Regions from separate parts of the Mus musculus genome. Here region 2 is linked to region 1. The links are chromatin contacts, called in public HiChIP or PLAC-seq maps. All regions are on one chromosome and are shown on one strand. The core of a region is the stretch at or near the end of the contact, and the rest is flanking DNA. Distances in the headings are between cores, read along the strand shown. Region 1 overlaps Gm16364 (predicted gene 16364). Region 2 overlaps E130307A14Rik (RIKEN cDNA E130307A14 gene).

Evidence for each region. HiChIP or PLAC-seq counts read pairs in DNA pulled down with a chosen protein or histone mark.
Region 2: a contact with region 1 is called in an H3K27ac HiChIP or PLAC-seq map of extraembryonic endoderm stem cells. The contact joins two enhancer-like sites. A contact is called at or near these places in 3 of 39 promoter capture datasets (embryonic stem cells and liver), 5 of 484 Hi-C or Micro-C datasets (bone marrow-derived macrophages, forebrain, liver and 2 more), 4 of 115 datasets of contacts at active chromatin or transcription factors (embryonic stem cells, extraembryonic endoderm stem cells and stem cell-derived neural progenitor cells) and 2 of 9 other capture datasets (adipose tissue and liver).

What each region holds. Positions count from the first base shown.
Region 1 is chr10:39,570,243-39,576,168 of GRCm38.p6, reverse strand. All of the region lies in intron 2 of Gm16364 (predicted gene 16364), which reads left to right. Among named protein-coding and RNA genes, the nearest start is that of Gm40627, 17 kb to the left of the region's middle. Within about 2 kb of position 3,303, at least 90 of the 459 cell types and tissues checked have an H3K27ac peak or open chromatin away from gene starts, as enhancers often do. A contact at or near this core is called in extraembryonic endoderm stem cells and forebrain, where this site is marked.
Region 2 is chr10:39,655,164-39,660,840 of GRCm38.p6, reverse strand. All of the region lies in intron 2 of E130307A14Rik (RIKEN cDNA E130307A14 gene), which reads left to right. It overlaps Traf3ip2 (TRAF3 interacting protein 2), which reads right to left. Exons shown (of 9, transcript NM_134000.3): 9 at 5,534-5,677. It also overlaps the pseudogene Gm8899. Among named protein-coding and RNA genes, the nearest start is that of Gm16364, 44 kb to the right of the region's middle. Within about 2 kb of position 1,295, at least 212 of the 459 cell types and tissues checked have an H3K27ac peak or open chromatin away from gene starts, as enhancers often do. A contact at or near this core is called in extraembryonic endoderm stem cells and forebrain, where this site is marked.

The DNA.
Region 1 (5,926 bases), core at 2,054-4,553:
TGGGGTAATGTGGTGGTTCCGTCAGGCAACCTGCAGCCAGGTTCAGTTGCTTTTAGAAGGCAGGCATTGCTTGGTGTTAGGGCCTGGAGGATGGAGAAGCCTTTAAGGACAGAGTACATCCTGTCTGGAGGTGTGCACCATTTTCTGAAGCCAGGAGACTGGGTAGGATGGTAGGGCAGAGAGAGTGGGGCCAGCTGGTATGAGTGGAGCCCCCTTGAATTAGCTCACAAGGAGATGACTCAGCTGATTCCAAAGGAAGAACATTCAGGTAGCATGGCTGACCTCCCCACGTGGGACTGTGGGCAGTAGGTGTCCCAGGATTGCTCGCTCTGGTGGCCCGTGGTGGTCTTCAGCCACTGATTCTTTCTGCAGTTTTTTGTACCGTACTCTACCATGGGACCTCTACCTCCAACTCCATCATCAACTGTCTATCCAGTCTCTTAGTTCTTGGTTCCAGCTTAAGGGAGATAATATGATGGCCAGTGGCTAACTGCTTGCTTCTCTGCGGCCAGACTTGACCCCTCCTATAGCGATTCTTTCTGCACAGCTGTGCGTCATGTGGTAACATGGCCGGGCCTACTTGGTACTGGGTTGAAAAGTGGAAGCTGGGTGAGGCAGGTTCTTCATACACAGGTCTCCTTCCAGTTGGAAAGAAGATGATGTCATGAAACATGTAGCTCTAGCTTATTCTTGACAAAAGGTGAGGCTGGAAATGAAGGCAGGCTGCTAATGTGTATCGAACTTCTGCCCCAGCCAAGCCCTTTTCTAGGAGCTGTTGGCTGATGTCTTTTTAAAAAAGAGCCTCCTTGTACCTTGTTCATCTCCTCTCATCATCCTTGCAACTTCTCTTGCTGATCTCCCACCCCACCCCTATCCCATCCCCACCCTACTCCATCCCACCCCACCTCACTCCTATCCTCACTCTTACCCCACCCTACCTCATCCCCATGCCACCCCGGCCCCAGCTCATTCCTACCTCACCCCTATCTCACCTCACCCAGTCCCCATCCCACCCCACTCCCACCCTGCCCTGTCCTGACCTCACCCCCACCCATCCTCACCCCACCCCATTCCACTCCCACTCCACCCCCATCCCACCCCACCTCACCCCCCACCCCCACGCCATCCTCACCCCACCTCCACACACTATCCATTTCTGCTTTCATATCCTACACATAGGACTTTTTTTTTTTCCTCAAAAGTCCCCTTTACTAACTGAGGACCCTGAAGCTAAGCAAGAGGCTCAGAGGTCAAATAGCTTGCCCAGAGTCACACAGCTAGCTGGTGACAGAACTGTGCTTTGAATCCCAATGCTGTATTGATTTGAAACCCTTCCTAGCCATGTAGCAAGACATGAGAGGGCACAGCCCAGCACATGGGGCTGCAGGTGCCTCACCAGTCACCAGTCCATGAGTCCTTTCTGTTCCTTTGGCTCTTGTATCCCTGCTAACAGCATCGCCATGTGCTCAATCAACTGGGCCCAGATCTCTCTAAATTGGTTTCCTTGTCAGTAATAACTGACAAGTAAGTTATTACTTGTTACTCCCATGACTAGTAAGGGAGGCAGAGGCAGGCAGATCTCTGAGTTCACAGCCTGGCTGGTCTACAGAGTGAGTTCCAGAATAGTCTTTGTTTTGTTTGCACAGAAACAAAACAAAGCAGCAGAAAAAGACTAATAGTGATGACAGATGGAAGTCCCCATGACAGCGGGGATGTTCAGGAAGTGCTTAGCCCGAACGCGGCGGTACTTGACCCACAGTGCCTACAGAATCCACAGAGAGACAATTCTAAGTATTTTCAGAGTTTTGGGTCAACCAGTCACCCAACATTGTCAGTGTTGAGTGAAGCCAGCTCTGGACAGGACAGAATCAAATGGGGATGGCTGTGTTTCTAGAAAACTTTACATACAAAAGAAAGCAACCCAACAGGCCCCGGAGGGTGTCCTTTTCTAGTCCTCACTCCTTGTCTCCCATTAGCTAATGGACTTTTTTCTCAGCCATGAGAAACTTGGGTTGGCACTGTTGGGTTTAGGGACTTAGGTGCATGTTTTACACATCAAAGCAGACCTGGCCTGCAGGTTCTCCCAGCATCTCTCAGTTCCTACCTGGCATACCCTGCCCCCAACCCTGAACTTTCCAGCCCAGGGGCTGGGCTGCCCTTCCCCCAGAGGCTACTCCCTATACAATCCAGACATTTTTTTTTGGAGGAGCAAAAAAAAAAAAAAAAAAAAAAAAAAAAAGAAGGATAGTGTGTGGAGGTGGGGTGAGGATGGCATGGGGTGGGGGGTGAGGTGGGGTGAGATGGGGGTGGAGTGGGAGTGGATTGGGGTGGGGTGAGGATGGGTGGGGGTGAGGTCAGGACAGGGCAGGGTTTTGTTCTTGCTCTTCCTCTCTCTCTCACCTCTCTCTGTGCGAGCCCTTTCTCTCTTTCTCCCACCCCTCCTCCCCACCCAATAAACCTGCCTATATATAATCTAATCTGGCTTGAACTGGCTCATTTCAACGGGCAGAGAAATAACCCACCGGCACAAGTATAGATAAATACTAAAAGAAAGACCAGCGGGCTGAGAGTGCTTGATAAGTGTATTGTATTGGAGGCTTCGGTTCCATCCTCAGCATGGAAAGAAAACAAGAGTGCCCAGTGAGAGAAAACGAGCAAGCAAGCAAGGACAGAGAGATAGGAGATGGAACAGTGGGGCTCACCTGGGGATGCTGACTCAGGTCAGCCTAGGATGCATGCCCCACCCTATGGCTTTTAAGTGAAGAGAGATGTAATGTAACAATTTATGGACTTACTGGAAGGGCTGGAAGAGGTTCACCAAGGGAACCACTCAGACAGCGGAACTGTGGTCTCCTGCATGAACCAGGAGGGTGAGAGACAGAAAACCAATGTTGGAGCTGCTGCTACAGAGCTGTGGCTACATGTTCTTGCTTCCTAGGGCATACACAAGCACAAGCTTCAGGGGCCTGGCATATACCTCCCTTTGGCCTTACAAACTTTCCACAACTACATCTGACCGGTATAGTCTAATTCACGGTTGTGGTGCAAACAGTATAGCAGCCTGGGAGATTCGGTTTTCATTTTCCTAGACACAGCATGAGGGGAGGCATACGAGGGAGCTGTGATAGCCTACACATTCTGGTGATGAGCTGCTATAAAACAACCCCAAACCTCATAGCTAGAGTCCTCAGTCATTTCTTTTGTTTAGAAACTTGGTTTGGGCGGGGCTTGGTGGGAGCAGCTTGTCTCTGCTTTGCCATGAGTCAGCTGGGATGTCTCAACACGGTTGATCCCCACGGTGTGAGCCAGCCCACGGGCCACCTGGGAGCTCAGGTCCTCACCCACAGTCCCAGCTGGGTTCTTGCTCAGCAGCTAGGAGCTATTGTGAAAGATGCCCAGCCTCCTCCATGCAGTCCCAGCTGCGGCCCTGAGGAGCAGAGGCCAGTCGTAGCTAGAAGTCCCTCTGAACTGCAGAGTTCTGTACAAAATGCACCCATGTGCATCTATTTCTGCCATGAGGTTTTGGGGTTGATTTGTGTTGTAGATTACCAGAAAGTGGAGGTGATGCTGGAGTGATTAGTGAGAAGGCAGAGGGGTGTGGTGCACCCCCTGCCCCACCCTGGTTGAGCATGGTCTCTGCCCTAGCACCCTCATGGTCAAGTGTGCCCACTCCTTAACTTGGATGCTTTTGTGTGCCCTACACTAGAGTCCACGCTCTGGCTGAGTTCTAGAAAGAAGTCTGTCATTGTTACAGGCTGCTACCTGGGGACCGCCTCTCCACAGTTTCTGATCACGGTTGAAAGGCTTAGATTTTAAAATTGCTACGAACAGGCAAGGCTGACTTCATGGGGCCATGATTTTATGCAGGGTTTCAGGACAGCTCCGGTGATTTCACACTGCAGGATTGACACCCCAGTTTGTGCCGTTTTTTTGTACTGCAGGATTTGAAAGGGTGGCATTCACATTTGAATCATTATCCTTTTGCATATTTATTGTAGCAATTTCCTGGCAGATGGCAGCAAAGCTTGTTGAGGTAGGGTCGCCTTTTCTATTTGCATAAAGCTGATTGATAGCAAGTCGCTGGAGACTCAGGTATAAAGTCTGATAAATCATAGGTCGGGGGCAGGGCTGGGGGCTGGGGGCTGGGGGCGAGGCAGGGAGGAGAACTGGGGTCAGGGAACTGCCTACCTAAAATGGGCTCCCAGGAGAGAAGTGTTGAGATTTGAGGGTTACAAAGTTCAACTTTGAGACCAGTAAGTTTCCAGAGGAGACTGGGCAACTCTCCTACAGGATGCCTGCTCAGGATGCAGTCCAGCAGCCACAGGTTTGCCTTGAAGGGTAGAGACCTAAGGGATACACGCCCCAGATCCTAGCAGTTGGGAGGGAGGCTGAGGCAGGCAGGTCTTGAGTTTGAGGTCAGCCTGGGATGCATAGTGAGAATACATCTTAAAAAAGAAAGAAAAAAAAGTCTGATTTTAATAAATTAACAGGGATCCTATGAAGGGAGGTGTGCCGAAGCAAACAAAGGAGGAAGCAAGAATGGTCTGATTGTAATGGGAAGAGGTGGAAAGGCGTGGGGGCTGGGACAGGAAGGAACGGAAGCAGGGAAAGCTGGCGGACATGGCTGTGTTCTGCCAAAGGGCAGAGGATGCTATAGCTACAAATGCTACGCTGCTTTGGAAAAATCTGTATTAGTCGTGAGCAAATATCATAATTCAGAGCACCAGTGCAGCTTCTGGCTGTCACAGTAGATTACAGGGCCCCTTTTATTGCAAAGGAACTATAGATGGTGAGACCTTTATGGTTGGAACAAGGCTCTCCATTTTGCGTTTGCTTTGGAAACCAGACTCTCAGGCAAGCATAGCGTTTTGTTTCATCTGTGTAACTTCCAAGGTCCCCTTTGGCTGCACGCATGCTGCTTTTGTTCTTGCCTTTGCCGTTTTAAGTACAGCTCTGCTCCATTCCAATCCTCCCCCTACTACTCAAAACCCAGAGACCGTCTGAGTCAGCGCAGACATACAGATAGAAGGAAGCATCACTTTCCTGCCCTCCAACATGGTGAGGTCATGGTTTAGTGATAGCAGAGACAATGATTAATGCCTTCCATTTTCACTTAGAGACCTTCAGGAATGTACAAACAAATATTTTCTGATATTCGCAGGTTGAGAGGAGGGGGGTGAAATGGCTTATGAAGGCCTTCGATGGTTTATCTTCCTCCTCCTCCTCCTCCTCCCCCTCCTCCTCCTCCTCTCACAATGATGCTCTGCTGGGAGCTTCCTGGAGCTGCCCATGTTTTTAAAAAATCAAAAAGTCTATCAAATTAAAAAAAGAGTCAATGCATTTTATGTAAAGGATTTGGGCAAATTAGTATTCATTTTTCCTAATCGTCCCTCCGTTACTGTGTGCATGATGTAATATGGCTAATTTACCAGGAACCATTGTTACTCATCTCTGATTCTCTATGCAAGTGCTGTCTCGTGCTAACCATTTCCTCATGCACTCTCTGGGAACTGACAGCCCTTCAGCTTCATTTAGGACGGCTGGGGCTCTAGTTCTCCATCTCCTGAGGCCTGGCCTCCGCCTGGTATCCTCCAATGCCCACTCACCCCCTTGGGGGGGGGGGGATCTGGAAAATGAAACAAAATGATCCATACACTTGGATTTGGTTTGTGACAAGCTTATGTGAATCTGTTTGTAAACACATGCAAAAAAAAAAAAAAAAAAAAAAGAAAAAAAATTCTCTTGTGCTGTTTCCCTATAGTATTTCATGTGTGCTTTTCATTAAAAACACTATTCAAATAATACTCATTTCATTCTCTCTTGCTTCCAATTAGCTACCCATTGATTATTACAGAGCAAGCACTAGATAATTAACTAAAGGAAAAATACCCAGAACAAAACAACCAGAGCACCTTGTGACTCTGAG
Region 2 (5,677 bases), core at 46-2,545, 87 kb before region 1:
AGCTGACTGGCTAAGCAAGCTGTCCTCGTGTCAACTGTTTGCCATGACCATGCTCACAAATTGTTTTAGGAGCCATTGAGAATGAGCACCTTGTTTTAAACGTTTATTGTAAACTACAGTGGAAGACATGTCTCTCTAGTCACAAAGGAGAATACTGAGAATGGTTATTTCACACTAGTATGACTTGGGCCTTATAAAATTAAATGTAAGCTTCCTTAGTCTCTAGCTTAGGGGTTCTTTATAAAACCTCTGCGGTTGTGTATATTTCAGACCAAGAATCTACTGCTCTGGAACCTACTGGAGAGGGATTTCAAGCCAGGGAAACATAAGTTCTCTCAAGTTTCTAAGTAAACAAACTGTGGATAACAGCAGATTGGAGAGCAAAATCAGTCCTTGAACTCAAGGAACCGTGACAGACAAAATGCAAGATGCTAAATCAGTCAGGTCCTGACTACGCAAACACATTTCTCTGGTTATAGAGAAAGAAGCCTTTGACCAATGCCAGTGAGGTTCAGACAATACTGTTGTACCCAGATAAACTCAGAACCAGCAGCTTTCAGCCCAAGGCATTGCCTGGGATTTGGCAAAGGCCGGGCAGGTACCCGAGGCCAGCTGCCACTCTGTGGTGAAGCTGGCAGCCAGGCTTATAGCCAGCCTTTTCCAACGCAGTCCTTTGATAACACTGATTACATTTCCCTCGATAGAGCCTGGGGCTGATTGAGCAACAGCCAACTTCTCTGGGTAACAAAGAGGAGGGAAAGTAATCCAAACACAGGTTTTATTATAAAATCCAGGGAGTGAGAGAAGTATGTTTATTCTGTAAGATAGCACACCTGCTCAGGCCCCGGAGGCTCATTTCCATCAGTTGCCATGGCAAACTCGTTATACTTCAGGGCCATGTGGCTTTGTTTCCTTTTGAAATCTGGTCCTTGTCCTACCTTCTCTAACAACTCCAACACAATGGCATGGGAGCCTGCAACAGCATAATTGATTTCTCTGTCTCTCTATCAACAGTTCACATTTGTTCAGCACCGGCCTGAGTCTGCCTTCTCCTTTGAACTCCTTGCTAACCGTGAAGGCATGCTTCGAAAGCTATCCTCATTAACATTCCAGGTCTCTCTTCCCTGTCAGCAACAACAAAGCCCGCATCAATGGCCTCCTTCCTCCCTGCTTTACTGAGTGGCTCTGTTCCATGTTTTGCTGCTGATCCAGGTGCCCAGGCAAACAACACTGGGCTAAGAAGCATGCAGGAGAGAGTAAAAATAGAACAGCAGCTTGGACGCATACCAGAGCAGCTACTTCATCTCCACTGCTTTGCACACTAAGCCTGCTGGGATCCATCAGGCAGGAGTCCTCTTGCCCTCACCTTCTCCCCTCTCCTCCCCCCTCTCCAGCTGCCTTCTTCCATCAGCACCTTCCCAGTGAAGGGAGCAGAGGGAGGTCAGGCATGGGACAAGAAAGATGTGCCCTGGTGGTTTGAACTTTGAAGCCATAAGAGATCTGGGGGCTGTGACTATGCCTTCCTCACAAGACTTTCTAGAAAAGAGTGAGCAGGCGCTGACCTTGTTACCTCTGCCTAGTCACTCGAGCCCATGCTTCTCATTGTTTATCAAAATCTCAACACTTCCTAAACCATAAATGTGGCCTGGGACCACACCCAGACATCCCCTGAGAAGGTAAATACACAAGTCAGCTATGCTGACCTTTCTGCAGATCACCTGCTGGGCTCGATGCTAAGAGCTTGTGAGCAAATCCACACTCACACCGTCACACTGAAGGGGCACTGAACTGCTCACCATGTGTTCTGAGTTGAACCCACTTTTCAAGGGGAAAAAAAAGGAAGACTTGGTATGAAGTTAGGAATGTGCTATCCCTTGGATGTAGGTCTTCCAGAATGCTAACTATACTGGTTGGATTCTTTTGTGCTGTTTTATGCCTCGTGGTGAACTGTACTGTTCCTGCAGCCAGCCCTGCCACCACACTCTCCCAAGGGCAGTTACTCAGGCATCTCATTTCTCCATATTTCTCAAAGTACCACTTTTGTAGCATCAGAACAATACTATTATATTTAAATATCACAGTATTTAAAGAGTAAAACACATTTTTAAAAAAAATTACTGATTTTTGAGTGCATGCACACACACACACAGCTTTAAAAGAAGTTGATATAATTGCAGATTATTGTCTTCAAGCTTCAGGAAGGTTTTGAGGAATTTTAAGTTGGCCTAAGGTTCACATAGAACCACTATAAACTAAATATGCCAAACCATGTCAAGAGAAGCCACACTCCATATCATCACAGCAATAATTAATTCCCTGAAGAGATTCTCCCAGCACAAGTTGTGACATGATCATTTACTCTTGAAGTCACCAGAGGGTAGAGGTAATCTTCCCTCAGTCCTCCCATGTTCAGGAGGCTGTGTTTACCTCAGGGAGGAACTCTGTCACTGTGGATAAGAACACCAGTAAACCCCAGAAGGTGCCATAGGCTCGCCAGCCTTGAAGCTAGATCGCTGGGGCTAATAGCCCTGGAGTGAACTTGGATGAATCAGTTTCTTTGGATCCTGCTTCCTTCCTGCATAAAACAAAACTCAGGGCCCCTTTCAGAATGAAAATTCCATGACAGAAAAGTTACTTTACAATGTCATTATTCTGCTGCTTCTTTTGTTTTGTGTGTTGTTGAGTTGTGTCATATAGAGCTATTTGTGCTGGAAAATAGCACAAGACTCTCCGAGACGAGAGGTGTGGCTTCTTTGTAGTATTTTCCCACGGTGTAATCTACCTTCTCATTTCATCTGCTATTAGGAGAGGGTCTTCCAGATTCTTCTAGGTACAGTAAAGAGAAACAGAAAGATCCTGTGGTTTAAAGACTCTCTCTGGGTCATTTCAGTGATCACAGGACTTTGCAATCCATCTGGCAAAGATGGCAGTGTAGTGCCTGATGAAATGGCTGGGCTTAGGGAAATGCTTTTGGCAAAACATCCCAAAACAAGGATGGAAAGTTCAAACTGGAGAACGTGCAGCCCCTGTTGAGATGACTCAGAAAAAGTCAAGTCTACACAGGGGGGATTTGTTCAAGGGGTAATAACTACAGCGACGATGATTCCTCTGATCGAAGCTGAGAAAAACACATCCCAATACTTGGATTGCAGCCCTATGCCGAGACATCTTTGAACTCTGTAGAAGTTAAATTAGACAGGCAAGTGTTTTGAAGACAGTCACTGAAATTAAAACTAGCCACTAAATACCAGAAAATAATCTGAATCTATACCCAGTATACCTGACTCAAATCAGCTTATTATGACTAACATCAGGGGTTACAAGGTTATTTTTACCAAGCTATATCCAGTTTCTACCCTACAAATAGATACCCAAGGACCAGAGTAATGTTGAAATAAACCAAGTGTTAATCTGAGTATCAGTGTTCTAAAATAATTGTAAAAATTCCTTTGCTGGTGGTGGTCATCAGATGTCAGACACTTCAGAGCCAAGTTGTCAACTCTAGGTGACTGTGAGCACGAACACACACACACACACACACACACACACACACACACACGCACACACACACACACGGGATGCTGTTTGATTATTTGACTGGTTTACATTTTGTTTGTTTTACACCGACTGCCTACCTACTGGTAAGCTGCAACCCTTTCGGAACTGTGTGTGGCACATGAGGGACTTTTTCTTAATCACCTGGGATAGTATAGAAGGAGCAGCTGCTGAATGCTCTTGAGAAGTTTCTTGAGGGGGAGGGGCACTAATAACATTACATTCTAAATCTTTGCAAACTGGGAACACTTCAAAGAAATAATTGCTGGGCTATTTCTGCAGATGTAGAATCCTCAATAATAGTCTCACCTCAAACGGAAACAATAATGAAGAAAAAAATGGCCGGAAGTTTGAAATGCTTTCCAGGAATTCAGGGTTGGCCAAACAAGAACACCCTACTAGGTCTCAAGTGCCTCAAAAGTAATTATTATTTCATAAGGCCATACAAACAAGCACTTAAATTATGCTATTTTTTCCTATTTAAAACCATTTATTCAATGTACATGTTGATCATAAAATCAAACTGCATTCTTTGTAACTCATTAGGAACTTTTCTTATTTGTAGTTGAAAGTATTTGTCCTTCTCTACAGTGACATTTGAGAGATGACAACCTCATAGTAAGGTGGAGACTCGTTTACTAAGTCAGGCAGAGAAAGGAAGAGATGGCTCTCATGGCCCAAGCATCTCTTTATTGACCTATCGGGCCAGATCACACACATTTTCTAAAGGTCTATGTGTTGTTTCTTGGAGACCAAATAAGCCCAAATTATTGATTTGAGAGTACTGTTAAGAACATTTTGAAAGAAGGAGCACCTCATGAGACAGTGTACCTGAGGACTGTGGGTGTTAGAACCTCAGTGTTAGAGCACCCAGGGCCCTAGAGTCACTCTCTAGCACTGGGGTGGCTAGGAGCAAGTTCTGTCAGATACATTGGTTCATGCTTATAATCCCAACACTCAGGTGCAGAGGCAGCAGAATTACACGTTTGTTATAAGCCAGCCTGGGCTCAGCAGTTAGAGGGCAGCCTGAACTGCACAGTAAGGCTCTTCTCCAAATAAGTCAGAGGTATATTTTTGTTATTATGAATCTGTTAGTTTCCTGCCTTTTAAAAACTGGTTACATTTACATTTACATTTAAGAAAGAAAATATATCCAGGTGTGGTGGTTTGAACAAGACTGGCTCCAAATTCATATATTTGACTGTTTGGTTCGCAGCTGGTGGACTGTTCAGGAAGGATTAGGAGGTGTGGTCTTATTGGAGGTGTGTCACTGCAGGTGGGCTTTGAGGTTTCAAAAGCCAATGACAGGCACTCTCTCTTTCCTTGTCTCCCTCCCTCCATCCCTCCATCTTTCAGATAAGATGTAAGCTACTATACCAGCACTATGCCTGCCTACCTGCTGCCACATTCCTTGTCATGATAACCATGGACTAAGCCTCTGAAACTGTAAGCAAGCCCCTAATTAAATGCTTTCTTTTAAACACAGTAATAAAATAGTAAATGCTGGTATATATACCTGTAATCCCAGCACTTGGAGGGCCAAGACAGGAGGATCACTGTAAGTTCAAGGCCATCTTACTGTCTATATTGAATTCTGGGCCATCCAGAACTCCATAGTAAGACTCCATCTCCAAAAACCAAAAACAGAACAGAATAAAACAGAAATAAAAAGTATAATTACATTTATCCCCTGGGAGATGTGATTATAAAAAATAAACACCCAGTTACTTAACTAAAGAGAATTTAAAGTTTAAGACCCACATTTCAGACCTTCTAGGGTCATTAGAAATAGCTTACTCAGGCTGGTGAGATGGCTGGCTCAGTGGCTCTTCTGAAGGTCCTGAGTTCAAATCCCAGCAACCACATGGTGGCTCACAACCACCCGTAATGAGATCTGACGCCCTCTTCTGGTGCATGCGAAGACAGCTACTTATGTATAATAATAAATAGATCTTTAAAAGAAAGAAAAGAAAGAAATACCTTTCCATATGATTTTATAAGTCTCCCAAATCCCAGAAAAGCAAAATGACTTGCTTAGTCAGAGGTACACTCAGGAGTGGGACAGAGATAGAAAACTAGACCATAACTCTGGTTACACAGCCCCTGTTCCTTTATGCATATT